Linked DNA regions of Zea mays: region 2 is linked to region 1. Evidence: chromatin contacts called from public Hi-C data. All regions are on one chromosome and are shown on one strand. The core of a region is the stretch at or near the end of the contact, and the rest is flanking DNA. Distances in the headings are between cores, read along the strand shown.

Region 1 (6,920 bases), core at 3,059-5,558:
GATCATGGATTATCTGCAAGACCACGTTCCATATATAATGGCCGCTTGTTGCACGTAGACTGCTGAAGCATCCTGTGTTCCAAAAGCATGTGTCCAATCCACATCAGCTCCTAGTTCCTACTTCCTAGCCTCTCACCATAGTTGATTTTCCCGCACGACGGCGACGGGCCAACAAAACAACAGCCCACTGCCCATGCCATGGCACTCAAGAGCGGGTACAGAGGGGCCACTAAGAACAATGCCTTAGCTTTGTGCGCTTCCGAAGCATGCTTGTTGGTACAGGTGTCTATCCTTTCTACGAATTGGACACCTTGCATTGCATTGCATTGCATTGGAGTAAACTTCTGAATAAAAGACAACATGATGCGTATCATCATTGTTAAGTTGATCTTTTTTAGCTTGCCATCTATCCATTACATCCTTGAGAAACACTTCAAGGGGTTATTATGTTTGTATTCACCTAAACCCACTTGAGTAAAAAGAAAAGGGAAAATATACATATATCACATTTTTAAGGAAAAAAAAGAATAGCAGAAAATCGCACATTATGATGGAGGGGGGGGGGGGGGGGGGGGGGTCAGAGGTGGATCCATCCTCCGGTGAGAAAACCAAAAATTTTCCTTCTTTGCAACTAGCTAGGAGGACAATCAGCATCTCAGTGGTGTAGCCATGCATGTACAGTGTACACCACTCCGGCCGTCCTCCAGGCTCGTCCGTTCTCTTCTATGGTGTTCAGCTCTCTATCTCCTCTTGTTCTGCGGAGACGAGGGAGAAGGCGCGGCCGTATCGACGTGCCATACCATGACCTCTGAACAATCGGAAGGAATGCCCTTCACCTTGCTAAGATCTTCCAGAACCACTTGCTGGACGAACTTCGTGGAGTCCTGAAAAAAATAAAACAGTAGAAGAACCAACAATAAAAACCATGTCAGGGGCAAGTGATAACCTTGGATGATTGACCGACCGTCACACCAAACGGGCTGCTTTAGTTGTTAGGTCAAGAAAGATCGACAGTCAATCGTAACCCTAAAATAACCCCCATCTTCTTCTCTTGGCACCAGATCAGCCCAACGCATCGGAGTAATTAAAGGAATATAATAAAGAAAATAAGGACGAGTTGGCATTTGCCATCTCTGCAGATCCTCTGGGATTCGATCTGTTCTGTGTCGATTGCTGCACCTGCACTGCACCCACGCCATTTGCTAGAAGAAAACCAGCAGCTAATCATAATCAACATGAGGAGGCTGTGTGTTAGTGACCTGTCACCGCCTGACCGGTGAATCGGGTTGATGTGTTTGACCCGGGAAAGTTAGGACAGATGGGCCACGACACGAGACATGGCTCGGGCTTTCCCCCCTCGGCTCGTCCTCCCTCCCTATCACACAGCTCACAGATACAGAACTACCTGTGCGGCTGTGCCACATGCAGGAGCCACGACCGGCGCGCTAGCCGACGGCCGAGACGCCGCTTTCATGGCGGAAATGCGTCTTTCAATCTGACCCATGAAAAACCCGGGGCCGTCTTCAACGCAAGGGCGCCGTGCGAAAGGCGAGGCGAGCGCTTGCTAATTACGTACAGCAGTATACTCTGGGGGTGGTACATCACATGCATGTCGTGTCGAAAGTAGTAGGTGCGTGAAGGGTGAGTGATCGGCCGAGCGACTGACACTGACCTGGGACTTGTCGGGCTCGGAGGTCGGGTAGCGGCCCCAGCGCTCGGGGTCCCAGAGCACGGAGCTGTTGAAGGCGAAGCCGTGGACGTCCACCTCGCCAGAAGGCCTCGCCCTCGCGGTGGAGGTGGTAGAGGCAGCAGCCGCGGTGCCGTCGCTCAGGTCCTGGGAGAACCAGCCGGTGACCGCGGACGAGCTGCACGCGGGGCCCCGCACGACGACCTCCCTCTCGTCCCGCCACATCGTCGCCACCGGCCACGCACCGAACGCGCTGCAAAAGAATTATTGATCAGAGGTCGTCAGATTCTCGATCAGCGTTTCACGAGACAGATCGTGTCGTGAGTAGTTTGTGTCTGGAGCGCTCCTGTGTGTACGGTAACATACGTAACAGCTAGCAGTGTCCTGTCCATATATGTCACGTTATTGCCGTTTCTAAGATGCAGTCAAATGCCAAAGCTGGTCCGCTAATCACTGAACATTAAGCTAGGCAGCCCCAAAATATATACCACTGGGACATTCATTAACAGAGCAGGTCGCAGGTGTAGCTAGCCGTGCGTACTATCTGACCAGAACACCATGTGATGATGGCGGTGGTGTTCATATCTATCAGACAGCGGGTAGGCGAAATCGCAGTACAGACTGGACACGCGTGTTGTTGAATCGCGAAAGCTGGTTAGCATGATTGCTTGCCGCCAACAAAAGGCAGGCTTTGAAGCAAAGCAAACTTGAAAGAAGGGCGGATTTACGCGTTCAGTTCAGAAGAAACGTGACTGGAAACCCGGGATTGGCACGAGCACGAGCGGGAAGATTTATTTGTGAGGCGGCGATGCAACGGCCGTGGATCCAACGGCAATCGGCATGGAATGCAACCGCGCTCTGGCGTCCGCGGTCACCACCACCATTTCTTTTCCGGGCGCCCTATCAGATACGACGCCGGAGGCTCTCCCGGCCCCGTTAGTTGAGGGGTGGCAATCATCATCTCGCCGACACGTTTTGGGCGTCTCGTACGCTACCACATGACCGGCGACCAAACCGGTAGAGCACACCGGACGGACACCAGCCACCCGTCGTGATGTCGCCCGACCACGGCTGTACCGCGACACTTGCAGTAAATAAAATAAAATAAAATAAAACAAATAAAAAGGACGCAAAGGAACAGAGGCAAAGGCAGCACGGATGTCTGTCTCTCTGTCTGTACGCCGAGATCTGAAGTGCGAAGAGTAGTCGTACAGTACAGCGCAGGCCGCAGGCCGCAGGCCGCAGGCGCCGGGAAAAGGAGTCCAAGTGGCCGCCAAAAGGGAAAGGACCCTTGAATGGCGGACGCCGGGAGCGGCAGGGCGACCTCCTCACAGCACATGCCCCGGATTCTCACCGCCCGCAGAGGTCAGCAGGCGGTGGCTGGCTACTGTGCTCTGTGCGTGAGCTGTTGCTCTCGGGACGACAGCCTGACAAAAGCCGCTCGCAGCGAGCGATGGCTACTGTGCTTTGTGCGCTAGCGCCCATGGCGTGATGGCGTTGGCGTCGACGTGCGCCTAGCTTATATTTTGCTCGCATCAGGAAAGATCGGCGCTCGCTTTAACCATTTCCCTTCGTTTTGTTTGACTGCCGTGCAATGAAAAAAAGCAGCGAGCTTTGCTTCGGCAATACGCGACGCGACCCGACGCGAAGCAAGGATGATGGATGGCTGTGTGGTACCTAACCTACCTGATCTCCCTGATCTGGTCGAAGAGGCGGAGGTCCAGCACGTCGTCGAGGCCCGCGAAGAGGACGACGCCGGCGAGGCGGTGGTGCTCGACGTGCCCGAGCGCCACGTTGCGCTGGTGGTGGCGCTCCTTGCCCGCGCCCGCGGCGGTGAAGTTGTCCCTGTACGTCAGGTGGCGGTACATGAGCCCCGTGGCGCGCAGCTGCCGCGCCGTGGCCGGCGCGTCCGGGGCGGCCTCCACGACCACCCACAGCAGCGGCGGCGCCACCAGCCGCAGCGCGTGCGCCGTCCGCGTCAGCGCGGCGGCCCGCTCGCCGGACGCCACGGGCGTCGACTCCGTCGTCGTGACGACCACCAGGAGCGGGCGCGGAGACGCTGCCCGGTCGTAGCCAGGCCCCGCGCCGTGCGCCAGCAGGCTCCGGTTCAAGGCCCCGCCCGCCGGCAGCGCCCGTACCACGTGGCTGCTGCTGCTGCTGCTGCCCGCCGCCGCCGCCGCGGACGTCCAGTCGGACACGGACGACGGCGCGAAGCCGGTGAAGAAGCCCATGACGAAGCAGAGGGAGGAATGCAGCAGCGCCTTCTTCCACAGCTGCGACCCCTGCTTCTTGCCCCGCCAACCGGCGCCACCGTGGTCCGTGGACGACCCCATCACAGAAGCCAACCAGCAGAACGGCGCCTCTGCTTAGCTCCTCGTTCGAGCTACCGGGACCGGGACCTGGCCTCGTGTCGCTTAATCGGCGTCGCGTCGTGTCAAAGCCCTGGGCTATGCAAGCGTCGCCTAAATAACGAGGTAGCTTAGCTAGACGCCTAGACCGACGGGCCGCAGCAGCAAGCGCCAAGCGGCCAAGCGGTGTTGGGGAGGCAAGTGAATTTGGTAGTGGTGGTGGTTTAAAAAGGGCGGGAGGTGGCGAGCAGGGGAGGAGCGCCGCGAGGAGACGAGACGAGAGGACAGGATGGCAGCAGGCTAGAGCGGAGCGGACGAGGGGAGAGGATGTCGTGTTGGTGTCACGCTTTTTTTCTTCCCTTTATCATCCCGGAGCAGCAGCAATCATAAGGTGTGCCGTGTGCGAGCAAGTGAGGCACTAATTACACTTCCCCAACCAAGCGTATATGTGTGCGTGTGTGTGTGTCTGCGTGGCAGGATGGTGTAGTTTCTTCGTAGCCGTGGCTCGCCGCGTGGTGTCTCGCCCTCGCCGCCAGTGCCACTAGCGGCGTGCTATACTATGCCAGTCCCATTCCGAACTCTTGCCCGTGCCCGTGCTTCGCTAGTACTACTACTGTATTTTAGTGTACGCCTGTAGTGCATGAAGATACCACGTCACTTGTAGAGTTGTCTCCGTTATGCTCGGCCCTGCCACTGCCAGTGCCATCCCTCCTTGGACCATCCATTTTACAAAGCCAACGTATAGACCAGATTAAGGGGGTGTTTGGTTTCTAGAGACTAATGTTTAGTCCATTCATTTTATTCCATTTTAATCTATAAATTGTTAAATATAGAAACTACAATATAGTTTTAGTTTCTATATTTGACAATTTTGGAACTAAAATGGAATAAAATGTAGGGACTAAAAATTAGTCCCTAGAAACCAAACACCCCCTAAGCACAGAGTACTCTGTACCTGGCATACAGTTTAAACTAACTCTGACGTATGTAGATAACGACAGTGGTTGGTCACTCTAATCTGGTGACTGCACTACTGCATGTAAGCAACAATTTCAAGGTTTTTTTTGTGTGTTTGGTGAGCGTGAGAGAGGGTGTCGGCCTGGCGGGGGAGCTAGTGGGCAGCAGGCAGCAGCGGCAGGTGGCGGCCGGTTGGGTGGGGATCCGGAGCGGGGAGTAGAATCCAGAAGCACTAGCGTCGGGGTCGGACGTTCACCTTCTATGGTAGTTGAGTTGAGGCCCTCTTTTGGTGGGTTCCAGATGTTGGTGTCTGATCTGAACTGATGTGGTGCCTGCCATCGTTTCTGACCGACCCCCACGGCACTCGCGTCGATGAACGCTTTTCTCCTTCCCAGGCTCCCAGCCCAGCCCGGTCTGGTCTGGTCTTCTGCTGTGGCCTGCTCTGTCCGAGCTGATTGTCAGCAACCGGCTGGGTCGTGGGTACTGAGTACTGACCCCCGAATGTTTGTCAGTCGTCAGTCAGCTCAAAAGGCACGTTGTTATTCAACCATCAGAAGGAATGACAGCAAGCATGTTTCGCCCCCACAACCGCCACAGGCCCCATTCTTCAGAGGCGAGTTGCTCAGACCCAGAAAAAAAAAGAGGAGGAGGAAAGAAACCTGGACCATCTGACATCGTCTCGCTTTGCTCAATGTTCGTCATTCATCATTCGTTTGCCTTGCCGCTCATGAACAACTTTGCCGTTCAAAAGCGACCACCTTTCTGTCTCCTCCCGATTATTTGGCACCCTAGTAAAATGGTGACGATGGACATCCGTACTCCACAGCAATAGTAGTAGCACCTAGCAGCCCGTCTCGTGCATCTTGCAGATGAAGCAAGGAGTTGGTTACGACGGAATGAAACCCGCCACCCAAAAGCCGAAACAGGGGAAATGGAAACAACCAGAGGACAGGACACAAGGGCCGACACACTTTCCCGACGAAGGACGAACTCGGCGGCGCTCCGGCCTGCGACTGCGAGGTCTGAGCACATGGAACGCAACGCACCAACCATTCCGTCCTTTTTCCGTGCACGTTCAGCAGCGAAACGTTTCTTTCGCCTAATAACGCGGATTTCCCTCCGGTTCTGTCGGTCGCGGGGCCAAGGGAGAATCCGTGACGAATACACACCTGCTACTAGTATACTAATTGACCTCGGATTTATTTTTTTTCTCAAAAGACCCGGCTGAGCTAGCACGAAACTTAAAAAATGCCGCCGGAGCTAATCTTCCTTTCGGGCTTGTTCGTTTCACCGTTAATCCATGTGGATTGGGTGGTATTGAGTCGGTTTAATTCCATCGCAAGTCAAAATACATTCCAATCCATCCCAATACACACCAATACACATGGAATTGAAATAACCGAACAAGGCCTTCCTTGGATCGCAATACACGTGCGGAGGATGAGCTGGATTCTCGCGTTTTTCATATTTGCCCATATATGATATGAGATGAGGCTTCGCGTGCACCGACGCAGGCTTAGCTAGCGCGCCCCGTTCGTTGGTGTTGTGGGCTGCAAGTTTATTAACGATTTTAAATATATGCAAATGCGGTTGTTACGTTACGATTTTAAATATATGCGTGCTTCCGTCTACTAAGCCGGTCAGTAGTGAACCGGCCATGTACCTTGTCACTACGCTATCTGTACGCGCACGGCCACCACCAGATCCAACTTACCCGAGCCCCCCGAACAGTCTCCGATCCGTCGCGCTCGCACGGCACGTACATCATGTCACCGCAACCGGCGGAGTTCGGCTGGCGTTTTCTGTCCGGCCGGGTAGAAGGAAGAAAAAAAAACGCGGTGCACCTCATTCAATTGCTGCATGGATCCAGCTCGCCGGCCTTGACTTCGCTGATGTGGCTACGCGACGGCGGCGGCGAAATTTTGCCC
Region 2 (6,920 bases), core at 1,807-4,306, 180 kb after region 1:
TAGTTCGGTATCAATTTTTAGTATGATATCTGATTACGGTTAAATTAAAACAAACATGATTTAACGTTATCACTTAACCATTATGTTACAAATATATGAACCAAACGGCACCCAAGACCCTAGCAATTCCCGGCGCGAATCCTTGTGTTCGAGCATCTAGCTCAGCTCGGTCGATCGGCTCCAACTCCAAGTAGAAGTACCGCAGCAGTAGAAAGTAGAATATTCGATCATGAGCACGCGCGCACTCCTGGATTGGGCGTTAAGGTAATCTGCTGGATACACACGCACACGCACGCTTGCTCGTTCCGGTTGCGGACTTTGGACTGTCACTCGTTGTCCTCGTTGCTCTTGCTCGTCAGCCATCACCGCCCTTCGTCACCGGCTCACCGCATTCGCATACGTGAGATCGTCTGGTACTCTGGTTACGCTTGGCTGCCTGCGTGTTCAGGATGCCTTGGGCTTGGTTCTCTCAGAGTAGCCCGCAATACAGGCCCAGATCTGTTTCGGCCGCTGTTTGGGAGCTCTAGCTGGGCCTCCAGCGGATGCATTGTTTCTTACTACTGTAGCCTGTAACGTTCCTTTTAAAAGGCCGACAATCAGCGAGCCCAGGTAGCGGATCGTGGTGACTGGTGAGGTGGAACCGGCAAACAGAGAGCCGTCGTCGCGAATCCCGCAAAGCAGCCCACGTAAAAACGCGCGCAGTGGGATGGATGGGATCCACATCCACGACCAAGTGGAATCGCCGGAAAGGAAAAGACAACAGTTTCCGCCGATGCCGTCCCGCCGTGCGGCTGTAGCGTCCATGAAAGTCGCCATCACCATCAGTTTCGCGCGAATCAGCTCGTGTACAGTTGATGCGGTTGGCCCATGGCCGCCCGTGGTGACCCACTGGTCCGGGGCGGTTAGCCGGTTACTGGGGTGAGTGTACTTGGTGGAGCTAGTTAGCTGGATCGGAATATGCTTCTTGCTCGCAGTCGCAGTCGCAGTCGCAGCCTCCCACGATCGTCTGTACTAGTATGGCTTTGGCTGATTCCGAGCCCCTTTTTTTTTATCGTTTTCCTCTTACGATTTTTTTTTGTTTCTACAAGTCTACAACGGCGGGGACGGACTGGTTTGAGGCAATAGCTGAGGTGGAATGCAAGACAGGCCAATCGTGCGTGTGTTCTCCACGTCTTATCTGCAGTTTAGAGAGCTAATAAACTTGCACATTGGTCTGTCAGGTCTAACCCATCTTTTTGACTTTGGCACCGTCGCACCGACACCGAGTCACCCTGTCTGACTAAAACTGGAACGGATAGGGATGGCAGTGGGTAAGGTACCCAGTGGGCACACAAAGCCATACCCATACCCACTAGGAAAAAATTGACCCATACCCATACCCACTACCCGTCATGGGTACAAAATTACGTCATACCCATACCCACCATGGGTAGCGGGTATCCATCGGGTACCCATACCCATTAACATTACGATAGACATTATCATTTGAATCGCAAAAATAAGTACCAGCATAACAAATGTATCGAACCCAACATAATTTTATCACAGGTTCAACAATATTCAACATTAAATAACAATATCATGCCTTCAAATCACACAAAACATAGCATTGATTCTACAAAACTGTGGACAAAACATAGCATTCATTTTATATGAGATATATAAATCCGGACCGGGTACCCACGTATCATATATTAACGGGTTCCCCACCGGGTAGCGGGTATGGGGCAACAGAGAACATACCCACGCCCACCGTACCCGATGGACATAACAAATGACCCAATAAAATACCCATGGGTATTAAAATCCGCCATACCCGTGCCCTAATAGGGTTTTTACCCATCGGGTTTCGGGTTTCGGGTACCCATTGCCATCCCTAGGAACGGATGCTTCACGATGTAAATTTGCAGCTCGCGTCCAGACGCCCGTCTTCGGGCGGGCCAATAAAGTTCCTTCTAAGACCTGTAGGACCAAATGGTCAGATTCCCCAGATCAGGCTAGGCCTGCGACTGCTCTAGAATTTAGCCTAAAAACAAACTACTTCTTAGCGTCTAGGTTTAAATAAATAAATCTATACAACTTGCAACCTAATCTAATGCTTTAAAAGCATTATAAGATATTTTGGTTATTTTTTTCCTCATGTACCAAATTGATATAAATTAAACATATGTAGTACCGGATTATAAACTATTTTATATGTTAACGTTTAGATTCAAATTCTGGGCCCGTCACTTGATGTATGTATGGTCACCACCACGATGTTCTTTTCAATGAAAAAAAAAACTGGCTACCGAAATGGCTGATCGTGATCGTGTACTTTGGTGTTGGCGTTCGGCTGCAGTTTCATGCTGTTGCGGCTGCAGTATGAACGAATTGAATAAGGCAGTTTGTACTCTGTAGTGTAGTAGTTGCAGCCACGCTTTTATTTCTTTTCATCTAATGCTCGTTCAAGACTCGCTGCAAGCATTTGTTGCTAGCTCGTCCCATTTCTGGAATAGATAAAAAAAACAAAATAGATAAATGGGAACGAGCTTCTGAGTTGTGCGTGAGAAAAAAAGGATCACGAGAGGATGAAAACTTGGACCAAAACTTCTGATTTTTAAACGTGGAGGAGAAACGAATCTGTACCTGCGCTCTGGTGTACCCATTGCTGGTCCTCGTCAGATCGTTCCCATCACCACGTTCACGGCAAGGTGTACCATTTGCCAGTAAACATCGCAAAAACAATACACTTTTGTAGGGTGGGGGCGGCCTGTTTCATTCATGGCCGGCTTGCTGTTGCCCCTTGCCGTGGAGGCGTGGCGTGGACGTGGAGTGAGTGGGGATGGATCAGGCCGGTGGCACGCTGCTCGAGAAATAGTCAGCCGGCCAGGGCCACCAACCGCGCGCCTCATGGTCCAATCATGCGCGTCCAAATGTGCATCCTTTCTGGCCGCACGATCGCTAGGATTAACGGCCACAATGCATCCTACGAGAAGCTTCCCTTTCTCCCATCAATCCTCCGGACCTCCGTCCTATAAACCGCCGGGGAGCGTGGCGGCCATTCGACGCAGGCACCCAGACCCAGCAGCTATTGTGGTCGTCCCTCAGCCGCGTCGCACCGCATCGCATTCTACGATTCGAAGCTCTCTCTGCTCGCAGCCATGGCGAAGAATTACCCAACCGTGAGCGCCGAGTACAGCGAGGCCGTCGAGAAGGCCAGGCGCAAGCTCCGCGCCCTCATCGCCGAGAAGAGCTGCGCGCCCCTCATGCTCCGCCTCGCGTAAGCCTTCCCTCCCCCGCGCGCGCATTTCCAGATCTTTGTGGGGGGGGGGGGGGGGGGGGGGGAGCCTTTTCGGTTGCCTGATCTGCAGCTCACGTTTAATCGCGCAGGTGGCACTCCGCGGGGACGTTCGACGTGTCGTCGAGGACCGGCGGTCCCTTCGGTACTATGAAGTGCCCGGCGGAACTGGCTCACGGCGCCAACGCGGGGCTGGACATCGCGGTGCGGCTGCTCGAGCCCATCAAGGAGGAGTTCCCCACCCTCTCCTATGCCGATTTCTACCAGGTCGGCCCCTGATCTCGCATCGATCTGGTTGGATGATTCGATCTGCCCGAATCGATGTGCGTTTTGACCGTGTCCCTTGCTCCCTTTCTCTCTCTGCTCTTCTTTGCAGCTTGCCGGAGTTGTGGCCGTCGAGGTCACCGGTGGGCCTGAGATCCCCTTCCACCCCGGCAGGGAGGTGAGATTTTTCATCCATTTCTCACTATCTTTGGGGTTTAGGCAGGGTTTAAGTTCTTGTTTCGAAATCTCCGAGGGGGTTGGTGTGAAGGTCGTTCAGTGAGATCGTGGTTGTTTACTCCAACTAGCGATAACTCTCATCTGTTTGTTTTTTTGTCATCTGTTTGGGACATATCCATGCAATCAAATCATCCTGAGCATCAAATCTAGATCCAATGTTTTCATATGGAAGGGATTAAATATAAAATAGATACCATTTCAGATGAAAAGGGTTAAATGTAAAATAATCGTCACTGTTGGATTTTGATTGAATAACCAGATCACTTGATTACATGCTTACACCATCATGATTGATTGCACAGGATATGTTTCCGTAGATACCTCCCACAGTCAGCGATAACAATTTATTCCTGACACGTGATTTTATTTCTTCACGTAACCTTTATTTTCCTTTGACATTTTTTTGAGGCTTGTGTCCACACATCTTTCTGGTCTGTGGGTTCATTGTTTCGTGTTGACATGGACACCAGTTTATGTTTTGATTATATTGTAGTTATAGATATTATCTTTGAATGGTGGGCATTATGCTGCAAAAGCAATTTAGCGGTTTAATCTGATGTTCATCAATATTTGAGATGCAGTTTCCTTGTTGGTACTCATTAATTCCTCGTCTCTTGAAGACGTGATAGGAAAGTCACATCAGTAACTTTATTGCTTGTTTCATACTTTTTAGTATGGGAAAGGATGCCACTAATAACTAGGTATCAAAATTATGTTGTTAGAAGCTGTCTCTAACATTATGGTTCCATCTGTATTGGTTTGCAATTCGAGAGTATTCATATAACCTTTTGCAAATTAATGTTGAAATGCTGGATTTATCACGGATATGGAAAATTAATCTGTTGTTTTGTCATTTTGTATTGTTCTACATCCAACTTTTTTTATTGCTTTGAATGATGATATATTCAATTATTTTGCAATACTGTTTAATTCTTGTCATCTTGTGTATATATTATGTTGAGTTGGTAGGTCATGTGATGAGGTATAATATAATTGTGCCCTTATCCTGTTATACATTTATATGTTGGCCAATACAATACCATATCTTAGGTCTTTGTATCTTTATTGGGGAGGTCCACTTCTCTTCTTGGATGCACTGAACATTCCAGAGTATGCTATTGGGTATGAGTTGTATGGTTGAGTCGAGGCTTTTCATGCCGTCTAGATGATGAGGTGCATGATGTAGATTATGCACACGTATAGTTCCAGTTGATATGTTGTCAAATTATACACACATAGACCATAAACTTTCTGCATGGTGTCCAGAGCTGATAATATTTTCCCTTGATTTGTTGTTACTATGTGTTGGGTGACAATTAGTTAACCTTTGGTGATAAAGTTGCTCGATTCTATCTCTTCTCTTTTCTAATAACTATAGAGAAACATGACTGAGAAGGGTAGACCTTTGCAGTGGTGAGAACTGAGTCAGGGGAAGGCTTGCTCGGTTTATCCCTTCCGCACCCTACTCATGTGGGAGTCTACTGCACTGGATCTTTTCTTTTTATAGACATGACTGAGTGATGATGTTATTTGTTCCATGCCTTTTTCGTCATCAGTATTTATATCTTTCCTTGTCTTTTTCAGGACAAGCCTCAGCCGCCACCTGAGGGCCGTCTTCCTGATGCCACCAAGGGTAGATTTCTAATCTTTACTAGATTGGCATGAATGCTGAGTTAATGGGTTACATTGACCTTGCATCTTTTTTTAAGTGTTTCAAAGATGTTGTTTTGGCATCCCTGTACCCAGCTTGCTTTGGGTAACAGTGGTTCCTTGTAGCCAAGGCACCGCATAGGCGGCCAGACCAAACACTCGTTTTCATGTCACTTCTATTGACACGAGGACTGGCACTTGCTGCTTGCTTTTTTTTAACCAGGTTCTGACCACCTGAGGCAAGTCTTTGGCAAGCAGATGGGTTTGAGTGATCAGGACATTGTTGCCCTCTCTGGTGGCCACACCTTGGTTTGTTGCTGTCCACTCATGTTTGCTTCAGGAATTTAATGTGTATGCCTGTACTGATTTAGTTTTCTTTGAGGTTTTATTAGGGAAGGTGCCACAAAGAGCGGTCTGGTTTTGAGGGGGCCTGGACTACGAACCCTTTGGTCTTTGACAACTCTTACTTCAAGTGAGTGTATGTCTTGTTTACTATTGAAAAGCAACTGCATTTAGTTAAGAAATACTTAAAATTTGTTTACCTTTGTTATGTCATTACTGGGCAGCTGAATGCTGTGCTAGAAATTAACAGCCATCCCATATATCCTACTATTCCCATATTTTCATAGGGAACTTCTGAGTGGCGACAAGGAGGGCCTTCTTCAGCTCCCAAGTGACAAAGCCCTGCTGAGCGACCCTGTCTTCCGCCCTCTTGTGGAGAAATATGCTGCAGTATGTCCTTGGTCATTATTATCCAGGGTATGGAGATTCATAGGGAGGCAAGTACTGATTATCGTGTGCTCTGTAGGATGAGAAGGCATTCTTTGATGACTACAAAGAGGCCCACCTCAAGCTCTCCGAACTGGGGTGAGTAACCATTGGTTGCACAATGTGTGATTGGTCAGTGGAACAAATCTGATCGTTTACTCTTCTGGGGTGCAGGTATGCTGATGCTTAAATGGTCCATATCCTGGAGCGGGACACAAACTGCTGCCTGTATGGACTCGTGCGATTCAGGGTGAACCATCAGATTGTCTAGTGTCTTCTTTGTAATAAATTTATCTGTTCTTGGTACTTTGTCTATGGTTGAATCGGAACCCATTTTCCGTTTGCCTAGATTCTTAATTTCTGGTGCTGTATCCAGCTGAAACTAGTAGATCTATGATCTTGTGGCTGCAGCATGTTCTTGTCACTTTTATCTGGTCTCCGTTGGTTCGGTTCACAGGTTGTGTGCTTTAAAAGGCTGTGCTTAAGTCCTGCAATTCGAGTCCACCAAACTGTAGGGTGCAAGTCGAGATTTTATTAGTGATGCAAGTTGCTGGTATTGGTGCATTATCGGGCTAATACGCTTGCGTTGCCTTCTGATTTTATAAGTGATGTAAATTGCTGGTTTTAACGTGCATTACCTGGTGGGCTGGTTCTATAACTGATGCAAATTCCTGGTTTTAACTTGGTGCATTAATGGTGCGTTTGGCAAGCAGGATCTGCT

Evidence for each region. Hi-C and Micro-C count contacts between places; a contact is called where the count stands out from the background.
Region 2: a Hi-C map of tassel shows a contact between it and region 1, with 2.9 times the contacts expected there. The contact joins the promoter of LOC103639279 here to the promoter of LOC113687178 in region 1. A contact is called at or near these places in 2 of 25 Hi-C or Micro-C datasets (endosperm and tassel).

Annotation. Positions count from the first base shown.
Region 1 is chr9:144,320,507-144,327,426 of Zm-B73-REFERENCE-NAM-5.0, forward strand. LOC113687178 reads right to left here and starts at 4,309. Exons shown (of 3, transcript NM_001367489.2): 1 at 3,374-4,309; 2 at 1,673-1,940; 3 at 377-884. The coding sequence starts at 4,020. The coding sequence ends at 741.
Region 2 is chr9:144,504,590-144,511,509 of Zm-B73-REFERENCE-NAM-5.0, forward strand. It overlaps LOC103639279 (L-ascorbate peroxidase 1, cytosolic), which reads left to right and starts at 3,057. Exons shown (of 9, transcript NM_001370758.1): 1 at 3,057-3,262; 2 at 3,373-3,547; 3 at 3,657-3,722; 4 at 5,366-5,414; 5 at 5,655-5,740; 6 at 5,824-5,903; 7 at 6,061-6,163; 8 at 6,240-6,298; 9 at 6,374-6,833. The coding sequence starts at 3,144. The coding sequence ends at 6,389.